5 separate regions of the Mus musculus genome follow, and regions 1, 2, 3 and 4 are each linked to region 5. The links are chromatin contacts, called in public Micro-C and promoter capture Hi-C maps. All regions are on one chromosome and are shown on one strand. The core of a region is the stretch at or near the end of the contact, and the rest is flanking DNA. Distances in the headings are between cores, read along the strand shown. Region 1 holds the start of Bap1 (Brca1 associated protein 1). Region 2 holds the start of Dnah1 (dynein, axonemal, heavy chain 1). Region 3 holds the start of Prkcd (protein kinase C, delta). Region 4 holds the start of Sh3bp5 (SH3-domain binding protein 5 (BTK-associated)). Region 5 holds the start of Nek4 (NIMA (never in mitosis gene a)-related expressed kinase 4).

Region 1 (2,700 bases), core at 119-2,618, 300 kb before region 5:
TCTTGCACTGAGTCCCTCACTCTTAACCAAACTGTATCCAACATGGCTCTGAGACCTCAAACCCCAGAAGCCTATCACAGGCAGTCAAGTATGAGCCTGAAGCTCTCAAACCCCACTCGGTCTATGAGGTCTAGGCAAGAGAAGAAGGAAATCTGGAACTGCTGGCCCAGGATGGAGCAAGGTAGGGACACAATAAAAGGCACAAAAACGTTGATGAAGAATTAAGTACCAACTCACTGGTGGACCTCGGCCTCCAGTCCTAGTAAAATGAGTATAGTGCGTGAACTCCCAAACCAGTTCCTTCCCTTGGAAGCAGTTAGGTTCTCTATGCCTCTATTCTATAGATTTCCAAAACAAGACTCTGAGTTTAGGTACCTAAAAAAGGCCTTCTCACACTAACCAATCAATACAGGACAACTGTGTTCAGTTTTGTTGACACATGGTCTCACTAAGTAGCGTAGGTTGGACTCAAACTCAGAGATCTGCCTGCCTCTGCCTCCCAAGCATTGGGACTAGAGGAGAGCGCCACTAATGGTCAGGACAAATGTTGTGTGGTGATTAAAGGCACAGCACATGTGGTGATGTAATTAATGGACTGTACACTTACAAAAAAGGTGCAACACTATGCAACGGAGGGTTCCGGCTGCAAAACCAGAAAGGCAGCTCAACTGTACTCCACGAGTGCTTAGGGTTAAAAGGAGGGCTACAGCTTTCTAAGGAGAAACACTGAGGAAAGACTGAGAAGAAAAGAAAAGTCCAAGAGGGCACCCACAAAGAGTGACACTTTCTTATGTGATATTTTATATAGCTCAGGTTTTCTAGTACTGCCTCCCTTGAATGGGGTACTATTCCCCTGCCCTTTCTCGGCCCTCCGGAGGTAAGGGGGCGTCCCAGCCACTCACCCCTGGCATTTACTCTGAAGGTCATAGATCTCCTCCACTTGCACCCCTTTGACACCTACGATCAGGAAAGGAGAGGTCGGCAGGGCAGTCCCAGGCTCTGCTGCGAGAACTCAAGGACCAACCCCCACATCCACACCAGCCAGGGACCGAAGGTCGTGGGTAACGGGGTTCTTACCGAAATCTTCCACCAGGAGGGTGAAGAGGCCTGGGTGGGACGACAAGAAGAGGGATTTGTCATGCAGGTGCGTCCGGGGCCCATCCGGCCTCCCCAGCCCCCGGCCCGCCGAGGCCCCTCCGTACCTGGGTCACTCTCCAGCTCCAGCCAGCCCTTATTCATCTTCCCGCGGAGCGGCCTCTCAGCGCCATGTCCAGGCCCTGCTAAACCCGCGCCGCCCCCAACCGGGAGCGCCCACCGCCCTTAGGGCTTCTCAGCCCCGCACAGACAACGGGCCGCGCCGCGTCACTCGCCCGCGCCGGACGTACAACGTCATCATCACACGACGAGCCTAACCCGGGGGCTGGTCTTCCGCCGGCCGAACGGCGGGGGCGGAGGCGGAGACAGAGGCGGGCATGCACGCGCGCGCGCGTCGAGGCGAGGGCGCGCACGTGCGGAGGGCGGGGCGGGCGCGCGGCCGTTAGCGGTCCTCGTTTTGGCCACAGTCCGCGTGACCCCATCCCCCCTCAGCACGCTCGCCTCCTTCGACGGCGCAGTCACCGCGCGGGGCGGCCGCCCGTGAAGTAGTTACCACGTCTTGTGTCAACGACTAAAGCTCCGGGACAGCGGCGCCCTCGGCGACAGCTGGGTGGGCAGCCTGGGCTGAAAGCGGTGGCCCGTAGCTTCCGTGAGAGCGAGCAGCGGAAGCAGCCTCCAGCCTGGCCTCGCCACAGCCGCCCGGCAAGGGAGCCCTGGCATGCGCGGAATGCTCCTTGAGCCCTCTTCTGACTGTTACCTTTGGGGGACGGTTGTGGCCACACTGACGTATTTTCCAAATAAATCGTTTATTCTTGCGGCGGCGGGACCGAACACGTTAATATATTTTTAATTTACCCAACACTTTTATCCAGTGATACAACTTGGTAAGCGTTTCGAGCGAGCATCCGCCGGGTTAGGAAATCGCGGACTGAGCAGCTTGCATTTGCCACGACCGTCCTCAACTGTTTTGAAGATTCCATCTTATAACTACCAGTGTGCACAGACTACTACTCAAGTAACGTCGTGTCCCAGCGATGCAAAGAACTGAAATCTCAAGGTTTATTTCTATTTTAACACAGTCGGGTTTAGCGCCAACATACTAGGAAGTAAAGTAGATCCCCGTGGGGACACGGAAAGGTTCCAACCCATCTCAGCCCATCCACGTTTAGTAAGAAAACAAACTGATGTTAGCTCTGCAACTGCATCTCCTGTGTTGGGAAAAGCTAGCGTGAAGTTTTGATGGCTTGTAAGCAGTTAGCAGTTAGAAAAGTCTGACATTCATGAAGAGATTCAGAATCGCCAGCCTTGACTTGAGGCTCTGGATACTGAAGTATAGTATATCTCTGGAGGGACCTAATTGACTGAGGTCTTTTAAGAAATGCTGTCCAAACCCGGCAGTGGTGGCGCACGCCTTTAATCCCAGCACTTGGGAGGCAGAGGCAGGCGGATTTCTGAGTTCGAGGCCAGCCTGGTCTTATAGTGAGTTCCAGGACAGTCAGGGCTACACAGAGAAACCCTGTATCGAAAAACAAAACAAAAAAAGAGATTTATTTTATGTATATGAGTACACTATAGCTGTCCTCAGATACACCATAAGAGGGCATC
Region 2 (2,700 bases), core at 97-2,596, 370 kb before region 5:
ACCCACTCGAATGGAAACTTCAGCAGACACTTGATGTTGCTTTGAAATTTAGGCTGCATTAAGCCAAGGACATGGGGCTGAAGAGATGGCTCTGAGCTTCAGCTCTTGCTACTCTTGCAGAGGACTGGAGAAATTCAGGTTCCATCACACACATGGTGGCTCTTAACCGGCTGTAATTCCAGATCCAGGGGTTCTAGCGCCCTCTTCCGGCCTCCGCAGAATAGATACCACACGGTGCGCAAAACATACATGTACGCTATACATGTATACACTCATCATACACATAATATAAAAAGAAATAGATATTTTAAAATGACATTAAAAAAAAAACAAGGACAGGCCCCTATATACCACAATAACTACGATCACAAAAGAGGCCCGCAGATAGATCTATGCCAGTTCCTAGACAGCAAGGACAACATAGTGAGACAGGTCTGAAAAAACTGAAAACAAAATTACTCGGTTTTCAGGACCAGTCAGGGAACAACACGAACCTATGCCCAGTGTGGAGCAGATGCAGACATTAGACAGCTACTATCCGGGAGGGTGCAGCCACTGCCCAGCCACAGGAGGCAGATGCAACAGGAAGCTGGGACTGCGGGTGGGAGGGTGGCCGCTGAGCCTCCAGAGACCCAGAGCTAGTACTCTGTGGACACAGCGCTGTGACCCGTCTGTCTGCAGCTACAGTTTGAACACCAAGTTCCAACTCACAATCTCCTCACATCCTTACTGTGGGCGTTTAGTAGCTGGTTACTGTTGATGCCACGTTGTTGTTTGAGATGGGATCTCATATCCACAGCCAAGAATGACCTTGAAGTTCTGGTCTTCTTGCTTCTACCTCCCTACTGCTGGAATAACAGGTGTGCGCCACCAGACCGCAGACAGGCCAACCCTCTAACAAATGAGGAAATCTCCCGCCACAGTAGCTTTGTTTTGACATGGTTTCGGGGAGCCCAGGTCCTCAAATGTGCTATATATTCAAGGACACCTTGCCTCCACATGCTATGTGCTGAGGACTACAGGTTTGAGACACCACTCATGCCTTTAATTCACTATTTCCTTGCCCATTATTCAAAGTTGCCATGCTGCCTTTGACTCTTTTGTCTCTTACTGTTAGAGGACTCTAAAGGGGGAAGTGAGTAATGCAGTCTGAATTTGAGAATTAGACGCCCACCTACAGACCGGACCGGTGCAGCGTGATCTGCCTCTGCTTAAAGAACCAGACCTCTTGGGGGCGAGGGTGGGGTGAGCGGTCCTGGGGAAGTTGGTAGCCGGAAGCTTCTGCCCGCGGTGCCGAATGGTCCCGCCCCCTCGCAACGGACTCAGTGTCCTTCCCTAGAGACGGGAAGCACTGAAAACTTTGCTGTTTAGGGGAGCCGGTAGGTCCATGAGGAGGCGGGATGATCGGGTTGGGGAAAATTCATTAAGGTGTAGAAGTGAGTGGACACGGAGGAAGCACTCTTAAGATCACCATTCCCCCTCTCCCACATCCCCTACAGAGCCTTGTCGGGGTCGGGCTGTGGGAATAGTGTATAGGAGAAGGCACTTAAGGGCCTTGCTGTTAAGACCTAACAGCACAATGTTTGGGGCTCGGATCCTTCTATGCAGGGAGTGTGTGACTCAATGCCCCCCTTCTACCAGACACCCACCCATTCTCTCTCTTTATCTGAGTTGTTACAGAGATGGGCTTCATCCCTTCCTTTACAAACCCCATTCAATTATTTGTTGGTTCACATAGTCACTCAGCAAATGCATTGTGGGGACCTTCTGCGTTCCCCGTGGTAAGTACCCAGTTTCCAGAGAACAGTGTTACTTGAAAAGTCCTGTTCAGCAGGCAGGGAAGAACAAAGTACCATATAATTTCAGGCTGCGTTCAATGGTGCAAGAAGCTGTGGGCACAGAGCCAGTTTTCTCAGGTGACTACATCTGAAGGATGAAGGAAGCCCCAAGCTTGTAAGAGAAATGACCAACTCCTATGCTGCTTTCTGTGTAGTCTCAGCAGAGGTAGAGACTTCCAAAATCCTTTAAAGTTCACATTCGTTGCCAAATGAGAGCTTGCATTGTACCCTGAGATTTTCAAAGGGATGCAAGCGCGGGTACTTTTTGAGTCCGCAGATGGATAATTTGGAAGCCCTCCTGCTCAGGTCCTCCTTGGGCAGCTATTTTGCACACATCTCAGGGCTTCTCCATATACCTCTTTGGACCTGAGTGTCCTTGTTTGAACCGTTGAAGGTGGTAGTGATGGTGGTGGTGGTGATGATGGTGGTGATATTGATGATGGTGGTGGTGATGGTGGTGGTATTGATGTTGGTGGTGGTGATGGTGGTGGTAATGATGGTGGTGTTGATGATGATGGTGGTGGTGATGGCGGTGGTGGTAGTGCTGGTGGTGGTGGTAGTGCCTGTTATGAGGACCACACACCTCTGTGCTCCCCAACTCCCACACTCGTTCAGCCAAGTGGTTGAGCATGTGGGTGCCTCTTGTTGACTGTGAAGCATTGGCCAGGTCATAGGACCTTTTGAGGGTTTATCTTCTCGACTCTGAGAAATGAGAATAATCTCAATTTCCACATAGGTTTTAAATGGGATTGTGTTATGAAATGAGTCCACAAGCCCGACAACGCTGTTCCAAGTTCTGGACCTGCTGGGACCAAACCTGCCATCTCAGCAGCTTCTTTCCTCACATAAAGTTGGAGGGGGG
Region 3 (2,700 bases), core at 128-2,627, 330 kb after region 5:
TCAATCCCCAATGTACATTTAAAATAAGGTTTGGAGCCCCACATCTCTGCCAGGGTCCCCCATCCCTGGAAGTTTCAAGCCTCCACGGGTGGGGCAGCACTTCTCTTTTTATTTTTTTTATTTTTTTATTTATTATATGTAAGTACACTGTAGCTGTCCTCAGACACTCCAGAAGAGGGAGTCAGATCTCGTTAAGGATGGTTGTGAGCCACCATGTGGTTGCTGGGATTTGAACTCCTGACCTTCGGAAGAGCAGTCGGGTGCTCTTACCCACTGAGCCATCTCACCAGCCCCTGCAGCAGCACTTCTCTTGATCTCAGTCGGCAAAGAGCTGTCTAGACTTCTATTCCTTCTAGGTAGTTTTCCAGAAGGAACTTAGGTATCTTGGGCTATTAGAACCCTCTTGTATCCTCCCAGGAAGAGTTCTCGTTTGTTTGGTTTTGTTGAGACAAGGTCTCTCATGAACAGGCTGGCGTCCACACTCTATTCTCCTGCTTTCTCCCCCTGAGCACTGGAGTATTATTCTGAGCCTCCATCTGTGGTTTACTCTGTGGTGGGGGTCAAACACAGCGCTCTCTGCGTGCTAGAAAAAACGATCATCTGCCCAGCCCAGGAAGTCATTTCTTTGGGTAAGTATAATGTAACAGCTTAGTGTTCTGGGCTTTGGGGACAGAAAAATGGAGTCCCTGGCTCCCATTTGGTGCTCAGACTTTGGGCCCAGGGGACCCTTAATGAGTGAATGAGTTACAGCTGACAATCAAATCCCTCTTATGAGCTTGACTGAGCAAGGGGAGCTCTGAACCGTGGGCTCAGGAAAGACAGTGAGATGGGGGCAGAGGCAATTCCCACAATTGTCTGAGGAGCAGTGCTGAGACAAACTGGCTAGAACCTCTCGCCCTGGAGACCTCCCAGCTCCTTCTCTCGGGCAGGACTGGAACCGGCAGGCCTGGCGGCGTGGCTCTGCTCAAGCCAGCAGGAAGAGGAATGAGGCCAGGCAAGGCGGGCCAGCTGGCCAGTGGGGAGTCCCGGGTGTGGGCGCAAGTAGTTGGGGAAGCCCCGTCGGTGCCTCCTGGGCTCCATTGTGTGTGCAGTGCTCAACCCCACCCCCCAACTTGGCCTCGGAGTCCTCCTCTATAAATTAGTCCCCTGAGATGGGATGGCCTGCGTGCCACTGGCAGGCGAGGCGCCACAAGAGCCAGAGACGGCTAACAGATCTGGGGACCCAAGGACTTGCAACTCAAAGAGGCTGAGACGCGCTGGACCCCCAGCTCACGTGGGCGGAGCTTCGAAGGGGCGGGCGCCCGTGGGGCGGGTCCTGAGTGGGGGCGGGACCGGGGCCGGCACCTGGGTGAGGTCGCGCAGCCCCTCCCCTTTGCACTTCCGTGTGCCGCGGCGCCAGAGCAGGAGGCGGCGGCCGCGGGGATCCCGCGAGCGGCCCGTGGACATCTACCCTTCGAGCCGGGACCCGGGAGGTCCCCACTGGCCTCCGGACCCGTCCGGATCAGACTTGTGCCTACCTCCCCGTCCACGCGCATCCGGGAGAGCCGCGCCACGAGACGGACCCCGGCTCGCCGGGACCCCTGGCGCCTGGCCCTGCGTCGGGAGGTGAGTGAGAGCTGGGCCCGGGCGCGGGGTCCGAGTTAACTCGAGGGCGCAGCGGCCTTTCTCCCCCTTTTCCTCGCCCGTAGTCTCCATTCCCCGCTTTCTTCTCTGGCTCCTGGTTCTGAAACTGAGAAACTGAGCCAGGAGCAGCCAAAGTCCCGCCGAGCACGGAGACCCGCCGGTGCCTCCATACCCTGGTCGGTCTGACCCTCTCTTCGACGGCTGGAGCCCAGGCCCGACTACTCCCAGCATCTTTAACCCCCTACTCCACCCCTGTGTGTCTTTATCCCCGCCGAGGGACCGTCCGATCTTCTCAAATCTCTCAGGGGACTCTGCACATTCGTCGGTCCCCACCCCCTCTTGCCTGGTCCTCTGCTCCCAGGCCAGGTCTGTTTGCCCCTCGCCGTCCGTGTACTCCGTCTCCCCACCCCCACCAGATCCGCCGTCCCCTCGACCCAGTCCTCCCAGAGCCGCACCCCCAGCCCACGCTCGCCTGCCCCTGCCAGTCCAGTCTCCGGTCCTTTTCACCACCGGGCGGAGGGCGGGCCGCCTGTCTCCCTAGCCTCCAGTGCTTGGGTCCCAGGCGGGCGGACTCTCACGGCGCCGCCTCCTTGCCCTATCTCTTCTTTCAGTCTCGGTGTCTTTCTTGGCTTTCCATCTGTCTCTGAGCTGGGCGTGGCTCCAGCCTCCACCATTCCCCTGTCCTCTCTGATCCCCCGTGTCCCTTCTCCGGGTGGTCTCTGCCTGGTGCTGTCAGTCTCTGTCCCACTGGAGAGACGCCACCCCCTCTGGGGGCCCAGTAAGGTGATGAGGACAGCAGTGACGGGAGTGCTCTGCCCTGCCGGCTGGCAGTGGAGAGGGAGCACCATCACAACTGCTCCCACTTCCCCAACTCTCTTATACAGGGGAGGGGAGAGAAGGGAGCCTCACTCAGCACCCCACTCAAACCTGGAGGACTTAGACTGAGTGGGGGAGATCCCTTTTTCCTTTGGCCGCTACCCTGGGCCCTCGGAGGAGTCTGGCTTCTGTTGCTGTAGTATCTGTGTCTGGACTTGTGAGTATAGTGTGTATCTTGTCTCTTTGTGTATTATTTGTCAT
Region 4 (2,700 bases), core at 176-2,675, 480 kb before region 5:
GTCACTCTGTGCGTGTGGTACACCTTGGTGGCAGCATCGGGGATGGGTGTGTGTGTGTGCACCAGCCGGGCAGTGGTGACACATGCATTTAATCCCAACACTAGAGACAGCCAGGTGGATCTCTAAGCTCCAGGCTAGCCTGGTCTACAGAGCAAGTTCTAGGACAGCCAGGGCTACACAGAAAACTCTGTCTCCTCCCCATCCCACCAAGGAAGCCAAAATGGTGGTGTGTGTGTCTATAATCTCAGTGCTTCAGAACCAGAGGCAGTGTGACTATATATACAGTGTTAGCTGTATAGTGAGCTCTACAGGAGGAGTGCCTGATTAAAAATGCAGCACATGGGAGTCTACCTTTGGAAAATCAGAAGGTCGAGGCCAGTCTGAGCTGATAAGAGCTTGACACCAGCCTGGGCCGAGGTTGTTTCAAACAAACAAAATGAGTGAGTGGGAAGTCAGTAGACAGACCTAATACGGGAAACTGTTGGAAGGGAACACAGGGTCAGGCTTTTCCAGAGGGGAGATTGAAGCACGGGAGGCCTGTGGTACACGTGAGATTCTCTGGTACTGGCTTTGAAGAAGACTGACCAGTTGAGAAAGAGGACAGATACCCCTTTGCTTTGCTTCTGAGGTGGGGGAAAAGGCAGGATCACAGGCTCCGAGAACAACTCTCTCAAGCAAAGCTGTCCTCCAAACTCCCTCTACAAAGTATCCACTTTGCTCAGGGCATCTGACCAGGTAGTCCCTGACCTCACAGTGGCCCTAGCACCTGTAAACGTTCAGAGAAACCTGTCCACTGTTAGCCCTTTTGTGATGCCCAGTTGGCTAGGCAAGCTCTAGCTTGGTGATGTTGGGCAGAACCACATAGTTCCTACACTGGGCAAGCTTTGCCACGAGCAAGCAGGGCAATCTCTTTAAAAAGCCGCCCGATCCATAGATTTCCCCCCCCGCCCCCCCCAGCTCCATGGGCTCTTCGTGCATTCAGAATATCCAGGAAAGCCCTAAGAGCTCATGCCTTCGCTTGCCGAGCTTTGCCCAGCAGACTCCAGGCTATGATGTCCACTCGGTGGCTGGACCTGGCTAGCCATCCTCTGTCTGCTGTACAGACAAGATTAGGGTAGAGTTCCCTTTTCTGTGACTCCAAATAGACACAAAGGTAGCTTTGAAGAATGGAAATCACCCGAACTTTCCTTCTGTGCCTTGATCTGCTTCACTGGAGGCAGGAGGAAACTACCTTAAGGCGGCCCACGCTCGGGCTGGTGAGCCACTGGGCGGCACCTCTCCTAGTGGCCATGGCCGGGACTCCAGTGCACTGGGCTTTTTGTGACAGAGTGTCGGGTGACACAGGCTATCACGGCGGCCTGGGCAAAGTGGGTGCGGTGTACTGCGGGCCGCTGCAGACAGGGGGCAGCCGCGCCCACTTCCTCTGCCACTCCGCACTCGCCGGCGGAGCACCCGGGGTGGCAGCGCTGCGCGCTCAGACCTACCCGGCTGCGGCGAGGTGGCCCTCGGTGCGTCCGGATCCCACCGTGCGCTTTGCGACCCGGCTGCGGCGCGTTCGGCTGCCCGCATGGACACGGCGCTGAAACGGAGCCGCTCTGACGAGCCGGCGGAGCTCCCGCCGCCTGCCCGGGAGGTGGAGGAGAAAGAGGAGGAGGAAGAGAGGATGGAACAGGGCCTGGAGGAGGAGGAGGAAGAGGTGGACCCCCGGATCCAGGTAGGACGCGTGACAGGAGCCCACAGCCGCACCCCACCAGGGCTACCGTGGAAGTCGGCATCTAACGCAGACACATGCCTTACAGCCTCGCGTGTTCGCGGTCGCGGGGTGGGGGCTGCCTAAATTCAGGATCTTCACCAAGGGTTGGAACACCCCATTTCACGGTCTCCCTGCGGAAGGCTTCGGTGCCCGCGTGAACGCGGCCTGATTATTGCGGGGATCCCTGCAGACCCTCGGCCCAACCCGAGGGTCCCTACTACACGACCAGCTGTTCAGGCGGATTGCAACAAAGGAAAAAGGGGGCGGGGGCCCCGAGCGGAGTCGGGGTACCTCAGCGCCACGCTTGGAGCACTGCACAGCCTCGGGGCTGCAGCGCAGCGTTATCCCACCTGCGTGGATGCAGACATCGTGGTGGGCGAGCAGGGCAAGGTGGCTGTCGCTTGCCCCTGTAGTGTGGGCTGCACCGGTGTGGGGTGCCTCGTGAGCCCTCACCTGGCCTGGGCTGCCGTCCTCTTCATTGTCAACACATGGTGGGCGTCGTTGCCGTTGCCACCGTTGGCACTGTGTTGCACTTGGCCTGAGACTGTTTAAAACCCTCCTTTTCCTTGTGAGGTCAGTGTGAACGTCCACCAGGGACAGCTGCTGCGCAAAGCCGACGCGTGGAGGCAGGGAAAGCAGAGAATGCCTGGCTTTCTGTGCCTCCATTTCCAGGAGAGAGAGTTAAAAAACAATTTCCAGGAGTGACAGCTTAACCTCTTCACCTTCCTAAGCACAAAGCAAATTCCTTTTCATGACCCGTTTTGTACCCTTTCCATAAATCATTTTTTAAAAAATAGCTATTAAACATACTTTGCAATTTCTGGATCCATAATTGGTTTTAAGTGCACAGATAAAGAAAAAAAAAGAGCCTGCTTTAAATTCATCAGTTTGGCTTAAATTAATTATTTTGTCAAGTCAATACACTAAAGATCAGTAAGAAAACCTCC
Region 5 (2,700 bases), core at 110-2,609:
TTGTGTTCTAGGCAGAGAATCTAGCATATGACACAAGGAGTGGGTCCTATACTTGAGGGGTGGCGGCTCTCTCAGCTTGTTGCTGCCACTGGCTTGGTAGAACTAAGAACTATGAAACATCGCTCATCAGTTTCATAATTGTGCCTGTTTGTGCACAACATTCTATGGCCACCCTGATAGCAAAGAATACTGAAGAACTGGTTCATTAGACTCTGGGTGATGGCATAAAGTAATTTACATAAAGGAGTAACATCAGATTTGAGTTTAAGAAAGATGTCTGCAAACCGGGCGGTGGTGGCGCATGTCTTTAATCCCAGCACTTGGGAGGCAGAGGCAGGCAGATTTCTGAGTTCGAGGCCAGCCTGGTCTACAAAGTGAGTTCCAGGACAGCCAGAACTATACAGAGTAACCCTGTCTCCAAACAAACAAACAAAAAGAAAGAAAGAAAGAAAGAAAGAAAGAAAGATGACTGCAGTAGAAGAGACAGGTTAGAGGGGAAAAAAAAGCAGGCAGCAGGAACTAGTTGGGGAGTGGGCATTTAGCCAGAAAGACTGGTGGCCTGTACTAGGGTGGAGATGCCGGTTTGACCTAGTGACAGGAATAGAACCAGCGTTGGGGACATTAAAGGTAATTGTTACCAGCTTAGGAAACTGCATGGCTGGTCAAGCTACTCACTGAAATAGGGTCCATGAGAAAGTGCTGGCGAGAAGATGCTGAGATGAGTTTTTAAGGAGTACAAACTACACAAGAGACAGGGCTTGCACGGTGGCCCTGAACTAGGCTTTGGGAACACATGGCCCCTGTTCTCAAGAAAATTTCAGGTGACAGGAGGTTTGCAGATAAAGAAAACTAATACCGAAGAATAGACAAAATCCGGGGCTCCTATTATAGGGGAAGTTGAGAAGCTGACCTCTTATCTGAGAAGAGTCCCTGCCCATCACTCCGGGCCTGTACATTTGAGGATGCCCTAGACGTATCCCTTCCCTCATCGCCCCGGCCAGGTCCCAAGTCCCCGACCTGCTTGCCGTCTCGCCGATGCTTCACGAGCGTCACCTCCCCGTAACTACCCCTGCCCACGACCCGCATGTAGCAGTATGCGGCCTGGGGCATGTTCCCGAAGGAGGCCTACAGTCGGGAAGCTGTGGCAGCGGCGCGTAAGGCTGCGGGAGGCCCCGCTCATGCCAGACGGGAGGTGAAGTACTCCATAAACGCGGCCCACCGCGGGCAGGAGCTTCGAGGCCCGGCCCACCCGGACGCCGCTACCATAGCGATACTGGCGGGGTAGTCCTGCGCATGCTCAGAGTTGGAAGACGCGCCATAGAGTCGACCTAGCGGTGGCCAGAGCTGCTCCTCGTGCTTGGGGGAGGACCTACCATCGAGCCGTCGCGGAAGCGGCCAGAGCGGTTCGGCAGCCCCGGAGGACCTGCCATAGAGCTTCGCTCCTGGAAGGCCAGAGCGACTCCCGAGCCGCACTTCCTGCGTTTTGGTTCTACATTTGCTCATTGAATCCTTTCTGGTTCTAAGCGAGTTACGCGTATGGTTCATTCGTTCTACAAATATTAACCGGCTATGTGCTTGGCTCACATTCAGTTAAAAGAGTGGCCAACTCTAGGCTTCACCAATGATGTTTGCTCTATTTGTTTTGTAGCGTGTCAGTATTCGGCCTGCCGTTTTGGTGCATTTGGTGAAGACGTCAATACACTTCATCCCTCAAAGTTTCAGCCTGCTTTACTGAGACTGGCAAAGATCTCTCACAGAATGATTGCAAACCCACCATCCTGAAAGGCTTGCCAGAACTTCACATGCTGCTTCCACGGAGCACCAAGGCCCCCTTTTAACGCCTGTCTGTGAATGCACAAGGCTGCGAAAAGAGCTACCTGCCTTGCCTGAAGAATTTACTTTTAAACAGGCGCACAGTTACTCATTATCCCTCTGTCCCGTTGAGATATATATGCATATGTCTTCTACAAGCCAGAAATGTTTTCCTCCAGGACAGAAAGCCCTTCCTTTGAAATGTAAATCATCAAAAAATTTTGGCGTCTGTTTCCCATTTTGTGTGGGAAGATATAATCCCATCTTCTATAATTGCCAACTAGTAAATTGTAATTGCTTTTACAATGACCAACTGTTATTATTTATTATTATTATTATGTTACTGTTGTTGAGATAAGATCTTCCTCTACAGCTCATCTTGCAATCCTACTCTTGTGTGTTGAGTTTACAGCCATGTAATAGTAACATGCTCCCAAACCTTTGTAATTTTTTTCATTTTTCTAAGGAATTCCGTTTCTCATTTCTCTATTTTCCTATTTTCCCTTCATTGTTTGTTGGTGCGTGTGTGAGTGTGCGTGTGTGTGTGTGTGTGTGTGTGTGTTTGTGTGCACGCGTGCGAGCGCGTGTCTTAGAAGAGGTCTCATGTCACCATGTAATCCAGGGTTTTAGAGATCGGCCTGGCTCCGCCTTGAGTGTAGAATTATAGGTGTGTGCCCCCATGCCCAGCCCTCATTCTCGTCTTAAAAGGCCCAGTTACCTCTGCACAGTTGAATGAAGCGCAACTTTCCCTGCTACTGTCAATAGTTACTACACAGCAGTCTGCCCCCTCTGCTCTAGCAAATGTTTGCTTTTGTTTATCTTTAGCAATATCACTAACTAGAATTCAATATTTATTTAAGGTTCCACTTTGTTTGGTTTTCTTTCTTC

What was found. Promoter capture Hi-C pulls out the DNA fragments that hold promoters and counts their contacts. Hi-C and Micro-C count contacts between places; a contact is called where the count stands out from the background.
Region 1: a contact with region 5 is called in a Micro-C map of embryonic stem cells, with 3 times the contacts expected there. The contact joins the promoter of Bap1 here to the promoter of Nek4 in region 5. A contact is called at or near these places in 2 of 39 promoter capture datasets (liver and stem cell-derived epiblast-like cells), 2 of 484 Hi-C or Micro-C datasets (both in embryonic stem cells), 2 of 115 datasets of contacts at active chromatin or transcription factors (the SCID.adh cell line and memory CD8 T cells) and 3 of 9 other capture datasets (adipose tissue, liver and macrophages).
Region 2: a promoter capture Hi-C map of hematopoietic stem and progenitor cells shows a contact between it and region 5, with 2.5 times the contacts expected there. The contact joins the promoter of Dnah1 here to the promoter of Nek4 in region 5. A contact is called at or near these places in 4 of 39 promoter capture datasets (cranial neural crest, hematopoietic stem and progenitor cells, liver and 1 more), 1 of 115 datasets of contacts at active chromatin or transcription factors (microglia) and 2 of 9 other capture datasets (adipose tissue and liver).
Region 3: a contact with region 5 is called in a Micro-C map of embryonic stem cells, with 2.2 times the contacts expected there. The contact joins the promoter of Prkcd here to the promoter of Nek4 in region 5. A contact is called at or near these places in 8 of 39 promoter capture datasets (the 3T3-L1 cell line, 3T3-L1-derived adipocytes, embryonic stem cells and 4 more), 1 of 484 Hi-C or Micro-C datasets (embryonic stem cells), 2 of 115 datasets of contacts at active chromatin or transcription factors (bone marrow-derived dendritic cells and stem cell-derived neural progenitor cells) and 1 of 9 other capture datasets (liver).
Region 4: a contact with region 5 is called in a promoter capture Hi-C map of liver, with 3 times the contacts expected there. The contact joins the promoter of Sh3bp5 here to the promoter of Nek4 in region 5.

What each region holds. Positions count from the first base shown.
Region 1 is chr14:31,250,157-31,252,856 of GRCm38.p6, reverse strand. Bap1 (Brca1 associated protein 1) reads right to left here and starts at 1,368. Exons shown (of 17, transcript NM_027088.2): 1 at 1,203-1,368; 2 at 1,078-1,107; 3 at 903-957. The coding sequence starts at 1,239. It overlaps Phf7 (PHD finger protein 7), which reads left to right and starts at 1,542. Exons shown (of 11, transcript NM_027949.2): 1 at 1,542-2,152.
Region 2 is chr14:31,322,542-31,325,241 of GRCm38.p6, reverse strand. It overlaps Dnah1 (dynein, axonemal, heavy chain 1), which reads left to right and starts at 1,346. Exons shown (of 78, transcript NM_001033668.1): 1 at 1,346-1,379.
Region 3 is chr14:30,624,885-30,627,584 of GRCm38.p6, reverse strand. Prkcd (protein kinase C, delta) reads left to right here and starts at 1,377. Exons shown (of 18, transcript NM_011103.3): 1 at 1,377-1,605.
Region 4 is chr14:31,434,825-31,437,524 of GRCm38.p6, reverse strand. Sh3bp5 (SH3-domain binding protein 5 (BTK-associated)) reads left to right here and starts at 1,425. Exons shown (of 9, transcript NM_011894.3): 1 at 1,425-1,714. The coding sequence starts at 1,568. Gm35907 (a long non-coding RNA gene) reads right to left here and starts at 2,291. Exons shown (of 4, transcript XR_383329.4): 1 at 2,207-2,291.
Region 5 is chr14:30,950,036-30,952,735 of GRCm38.p6, reverse strand. It overlaps Nek4 (NIMA (never in mitosis gene a)-related expressed kinase 4), which reads right to left and starts at 1,359. Exons shown (of 15, transcript NM_011849.3): 1 at 1,018-1,359. The coding sequence starts at 1,110. It overlaps Gm41121 (a long non-coding RNA gene), which reads left to right and starts at 1,302. Exons shown (of 2, transcript XR_874490.3): 1 at 1,302-1,534; 2 at 1,649-2,304.